Regions from separate parts of the Mus musculus genome. Here region 1 is linked to region 2. A link is a contact called in public ChIA-PET data. All regions are on one chromosome and are shown on one strand. Each heading gives the region's core, a stretch centred on a gene start, on an enhancer-like site or on the middle of the called end of the contact. The rest is flanking DNA. Distances are from core to core; before and after follow the strand shown.

Region 1 (3,193 bases), core at 358-2,857, 470 kb before region 2:
CTGACCTTAACTCATGCTCAGAACCCAGGATTAGCCCACTGAGGACACCACCTCTTTCACTGAGAATTCAGGCGCTCAATACCCCTGCTTCCCTGGAATCTTCCATTCCAACGTACAGGATCCCATTCTTTTGCAAGCAGTGTTCTCACTCCCAAAGCTTCCTGAAAAGCTGGACTTCAACGTCTCTCCGGATAACTGGAGGATGGGACTCTGCATTTTATTTTCAACAATCTCAAGAACTATACAAGATGAGGTTCTCCTTAGGGACTCCGCAGAAGCTTTCAGACTTTATGTAGCACAGAGGCGGGGAATTCAAATCCCTGAATTATCTTTGTACTGCACCACACTGGCCTGAAGACCAAGCAGCCAGCCTAGCTCCATCTCCTGCTCCCACCTAGACTACTGATGCTCTGGTTACTGCTAGAAATACAACACGTGGATTATGTTCTGACTCCCAACCTCTCAGTGGATGTTTGAAACTGAAGCGGGCACTACTCTATCCCATTTATACTGAAGACATTGTGTCCCAGACCCTAGCAGCCAAAAATAAGGATCCCAAGATCAAACAGGAAAGGACCATGGGGGGTTGTCATAACAGCTACTACTTACTGAATACTACCTGCAGCACCCAGAAACCTATTGGGACCTCAGATTACATAGTTTGTCCATGTCCCGCAGACCCTATCTGCCCTGTTTGGAATTTAGTAGGATCCAGCACAATTCACCTGGCTCAGACCCCCTCCACCGCTGCCCCGAGCATCCAGGATCTGACTATATCTGTATGTCAGGCAGCCTGGGAGGCCCATGTGTCTCCTGGGGGCAAGTAAGACCCCAGGCATCCTTCCACACTACCTTCCTAGCCTAGTTCTGAGAGACGAATATACCTCTCCACACTGAAGCCGATTACAGCTTGCTTTCCTCCTACCCTGAGCCTTTATGCAAAAGAAACTCCAATGTTTCACAAGTCCCCAGAGGTAACTGAGGTGCATGGGCTGTTCCTAGTCTAATGACAGCAAAGCCTAGATTCAGATTCAGATAACTGGGTATAGGTACCCACTCCAAACCATGGGCTGAAAGTAGAGGCATGGCCAGAATCAGACCTCTGTCTACGTAATTTCATCTCCTTAGAAGGCTTTGAGCCCAGAGTGGGCCATGATCAGTATCTCAGCTCTCACGGTGCTGAGCTCCTGTTTGAGGCACAGAAGCCACGTGCCAATGCTCCTCCCAAGGACTTTGGAAAGTATGAATAGCTTTCCTGCAGATAACCCCTCAGACCCGGACAGCATAGTTTCTTGTCTCTTGAAGGGGGCTATTCTGAATACTAGAATGCAGGAGGGGAGAGAGTCTATAAATGTAGAAGGACAGTCAAGTGACTACTTTTGAAAATCCCCTGGTTTCTTCACATCAGCATCCCCCGTGTGTGGTGAATGGTAGGAAACTGCCTCCTCCCACCCTGGGAAGGAGAGAGGGTGCTGCGCTCGTGGGTCTCACTTCTCTCCCCCTGCCTCCCCCTGCAAATGATCACAGCTTGGAAACTTCTTTAAAGGAAGTGGTTGCTCTTGTGGCCCCAAGTCCTGAAGATGAAGCGCTTCTGGTTAAAATGATTCAGCAAGAAACCACGCCCCACTGAAGCTACCCCACCATGCCCTGGTCCTGGAGCTGTACTTGCCGAGCACTTGGCCCACTACATGCTCCCTGCATTTCCCCAGCCATGTGGCTGGCCATTCTGCTTGCCCTCTGCTGCCTAACTTCTGACACCCATGGGGCACGCCCCCCAGGTAAGAGAAGGGTCATCTGGCCCCATCCCAGAGTACTGTTCTGACCACCTTCTAGTAGTAGAAGTATGGGGACCCTGGCCTGTTAGTCTTGCATCTTTCTTAGGACACTCTTGGAACCCTGAGAAAGACCCTGGCAAGGGGCTGGGGATCCTGGCAGCAGCTACTTCTAAGCAGAATAGACATCAGGGATCAAGCATAACAGCAGCCACAGGGATAAAGAGAACAACTTCTGTTCTCTTCTGTTCAAGGGCCTCACTCAGTCTATATCTGACAGCTTTACTTTTCTAACTGACTTTACTGCAGAGACCCCAGTAAGATAAGTATTGTGCAAGTCAGCATGCTAGTGGCCAGTGAGGGGTGGCAGTCGCCTGTGTTGGAAAGCTGAGATGCAACCAGGCTAGCTAACTTGCTAACCATCAGCCATGAGTGCCTGTTTCCCTACAGAGAGCTGGAAGATGTCTGCCCCAGCAAGCAGATTCAGCACATAGATAAAGTTTGAGGGCCCTGCCTCTAACTGACAAAAAAGCTGATAACTGACCATCTCCCAGTAGATGAAGACAGCGCTTATGCATAAGGCTTTTGTCATTCTTCCTCCTTAAAGCAGGCTGGGTCTGGTCACTGGGAGGCAGTGAAAGGGAATACCCAAGAGACACCAAGGACATAGAATCCCCCTTCACAGCAATTAGGTGCAAAGAAGTAAGTGTAGAGACACAGTAGGGCATAGCCTCCAAATCCAAGACCCAAGTAGATGCTGTGAATGGGGCACTGTGGAGACAGGGCAGTAATGGGTAGGGGAGCTTCTGTTCTGAGGATGAGGATGGACCACAGCAGCTCGGGGGGGGGGGGTCATTGGCAAAGAGGTAGTTAACTGGTAAAAGAGGAGACAGCACTAAGCACGGGCCAGGCCACAGACCTTGCCTCTCCATGCCCTGCTCCCTGTGGCCTTAGTGCTCACTAGGAGGCCCTTCCTGGCCTACCTACGATTCCTCTGCCCCAGTTGTCCAGAGAGAAGCTTGGGCAGAAGCTGGTGTTCATGCTGCAAAGCCCTCTTGGCCTATGTGAGAGATCTGGGGAAGACATTGGTACTGGCTATCTCACCGATCCTAGGGTTTCGGTTTTTTATACTCGGTGTTTTGACGATGCTGTGTTTGCCTCCTCTGAGGCCTAATTCAACAGAGTGGCCACATCTACCACATTATAGTTAACACCACAGGACAGCTGTTGGGGGAGATATTGGAGGACTGTCAGTTCCCTGTCTCTACCACGTTAACTTCCCCCAAATTTGTGAGCTGAAAGGAATCTTCTCCATTCACCTGCCCTCAACAGCTTCTCTGAGCCACCCCCTTCAGGCCTCTCTGCCCAGACCCAAATAAACACCACCCTCACACTGGAACCTGGGAATACTACAAGCCCCA
Region 2 (3,232 bases), core at 547-3,046:
ATGTTGTTTAGACTGGTCACAAATTCTGAAGCTCAAGGGATATTCTTGCCTTGTTTCCCAAGTCATTTTTTTTTGTTTTAAAAAGTAAAACCCAAAACTCACTGTGGCAGGGATATGAAAGATGAATTGGATGTGGTCAGCCTGGAGATAAGACTACAGCAAAAATTTACATTGGATGAGCCTTTTTGTCATTAAGGGGAGAATAAGCGAGACTGGGAGACAAGAGTGGATGGGGACGCAGTTCACTGAATGAGCGCTGGATGGTACAATCTTCCCATGTATGGCATGAAAGCTACCTGACAGTGTTATGCAGACTAATGCTCAAATTTACGAGGATCTGAGGCTAGGCATAGACAGGGGGTCTGCTGAGGCACCGAGTACTGGGAGAATTGTGATTCAAATGTGAGGTTTAATAGACCTACTTAACAAGAACCAGCCTAACACAAAACCTGAGTCTCAAAACACGGGCCTCAGCTGGATAAGAGCACCTGTTGAGTGTGCCCTGTCTGCAGTCTGAGATAATGGAGGCAGAACACACGGAAGTATGTAACGTGTGAGGGTGTCACAATGCACGGGGCAATCGACAGCGTGGAAATCTTCAGTTAAGACTGATTCCAAGTGTGGGGAGAAGTAGCTCAGGGGAGAACCTGTCTCGGATGGCGAGGAGGTAGGCTCAAACCTCAGAACCAAGAAAATAACACACACACACGCACACGCACACGCACATGCACACCCCAATTCAAAATACCTAGTGACGTTGGCACTTTGGGAGCCACCTAACCACTTGGCAAGCCTATTGTATTCTTGTGGCAGAGACAGAAGCTACGTCCCAGTGAGTGGATTTGGAAATACAGAGAAGAGAGCCCTGATGGAGACAACGGGTGGCAATTTTCCTTAAAACATAGCTGTGCAGAAAAGCACAGTCCAAGAGAGATGTAGGGTTAAAAAATTTTAAAGACCGACACGAACAAACTGTGGGTGCAATGCAGCAAGAAATGTGGAAGGTTTAAGATCCAGATAAACAAAAAACTACCTGAAGACGCATAAGACCCTTAGTATTGAAAGGGCAGGCATTTTTTTGTAAGTGGGCTTTCCACATCTGATACTCCTTCGGTTTCTCCTTGAAGCTGAAGGCAGGGGATGGAAAGTAGGGGTGGGTTAAGAGCAGGACTGGAAAAGGAAGATGTCCGACAGCATCTGTAGCTATAGCTAGGAGGGTGCAGATCAGCAATGCCTCACTAAAAGACTGCCCCCTCAGCATTTTATGTGCCGAGGGTCTCAGCACCAGAAAGCCCGGAAGGCCACAGGGAGGCCTGCAGGGAAAAAAAAAATGCTATGATGTAGGTTAAGTCCAGGCCCGCCTCTCAGAGTTATATAACTTCCTGGGCCAAAGCCTTGTCTGAGCCTCTTCCCCAAAACCCACCGCAGCCCATCTCGCGCGGGGCTGCAGCAAGAGGAGGGCGAGGGGTCTCGTCCCGCGCCGTCCGAGCCCGGGTGACCGCAGGTGGCGGCGACTCTGCAGTCGTGGCAGTTCAGAGTCCAGCACCCGGCCCCACGCGCGGGAAAGAAGCTCCACGGGCACGCAGCGGGGGGACTGAGGGTGCGGAGCGGAGTGCTGGCCCGGCAGGGGAGGGCGACGGCGCGGGGACGTTACCTCCAACATGCCTCTCCTGCTCGCCCCGGCCGTGTCGATGAGTGTGTTGTCCAGGTCAAAGAAGACCGCGCGGACCCGACTCAGCCCCATAGCCTCGGCAACCCAAGCAGCGCGCGAGCCGCTTCTGCCGCGCCGCGCATGCGCAAGGCGGTCAGGAACACCTGGGCGGAGTCTCGGAGGTCACCTGACCCTTCCAAAGCTCCGGGGTCTCCGTGGCAAGATCGCGCGAGATTCGGACACTAAATTTTATAGGGTGCGCGTGCACGAGAGGTGGATGAGTGTTATCAAGGCTTACTGCTGTGTGTGGGTGGATGGTCCTCTCCGTTAATGGCTTGGTGGGCTTGCTTAGGGCTGAGAAGGACATCCGAGCCGTACTGGAGAAACTCTCCAGACCCTTGGCTGGCCTGTCTTTCTATGGTGACCGCACAGTCTCCATCAGGAGATGGGGCAGGAGAGTGTGCCCACCAACCTCGGAACCTAGCTGCCCGGTGACTTTAGCGCTTCACTTCTTGCCCACAGCCTTGTAGGAACTAGAGCCTTCATCTGAACATCCTTTGAAAGATGCTTAGAAGAACTGAAGAGAAATGGGAGTCTCTGCAGTGTCTGCCGAATGGTTGTTCTTAAAAATGTGTATTTGTGTTTCTGTGTACGTGAGTGCCTGCAGAGGACAGACGAGGTCGTCCTGGAGCTGCAGTTGCGGCGGCTGTGAGCTGCCCACTGTGGGTGCTGGGAACTTGGGTCCTCTACAAGAGCAGTATGAGTTCTTAACCAGTGAACCATTTCTCCAGCTCCTTTCCCTCCATCTTTACTCATTTTTCTGAAACTCTGCAGCCCAAGTCTTGTGTGCCTATTAATTGCATGGTTTTCTGTAATTTCTAGCAAGGAACCGAGACTGTCTGTTAAGAACCCCACAAGATAAGTAACAAGGTTTGCCTTCTGTTGGTTGAAATCAACCTCTAATCCTTTTTTATTGATGAAATTTGGAGTCACTTTCACTAACCTGGAACTTATTGGGTCAGCCAATGCCACAGACCTGGTTCTGAGCTTTCGAATTAGGATTGGTTCTTACATTGTAAGTTATTCAGAGAAAATGAGAAAGTATTTCATAACATGTGAGAATTGATTAAATTTAATTGTCTATAGTTTCAGTTTTTGTTGTTTGTTTGTTTGTTTTGAGACAGTGTCACATTGAGTAACTGATTGGCCTGGAGCTAGCTGTGTAGACCATGCTGGCCTCAAATTCAGAGTGATTTGCCTCCCTCTGTCTCCCAAGTGCTAGTTCTCCCAAGTACCACCACATCTGGCTTGAATTAACTTCAACTAAGATCTTTGTCTATACTTGAATGATACTGGCTCCAAGTGGCTTCTGTTCATAGTGAACTGTACCCTACCTGGGTAATATATACAAATTGTGAAAAAATGGCTGGGCCTCCAGCCAGTCAGGCCCAAACCGCCAAAACTATGTAAGGTAAAGGCTGACTTCAGCCAGTCATATTGTTCTTGTCTTTTCATTGGCTACAAATTTAACTTTGAGCTGTATTGTGTTCATAAGGAACTTGTTGGCCCACCTTTGCTTGG

The links. ChIA-PET counts read pairs in DNA pulled down with a chosen protein or histone mark.
Region 1: an RNA polymerase II ChIA-PET map of memory CD8 T cells shows a contact between it and region 2, with 38 read pairs. The contact joins the promoter of Cst7 here to the promoter of Nanp in region 2. A contact is called at or near these places in 8 of 39 promoter capture datasets (the 3T3-L1 cell line, the C10 cell line, the HPC-7 cell line and 4 more), 1 of 115 datasets of contacts at active chromatin or transcription factors (memory CD8 T cells) and 1 of 9 other capture datasets (liver).

Annotation. Positions count from the first base shown.
Region 1 is chr2:150,568,808-150,572,000 of GRCm38.p6, forward strand. It overlaps Cst7 (cystatin F (leukocystatin)), which reads left to right and starts at 1,608. Exons shown (of 4, transcript NM_009977.3): 1 at 1,608-1,778. The coding sequence starts at 1,712.
Region 2 is chr2:151,037,583-151,040,814 of GRCm38.p6, forward strand. It overlaps Nanp (N-acetylneuraminic acid phosphatase), which reads right to left and starts at 1,797. Exons shown (of 2, transcript NM_026086.2): 1 at 1,655-1,797. The coding sequence starts at 1,744.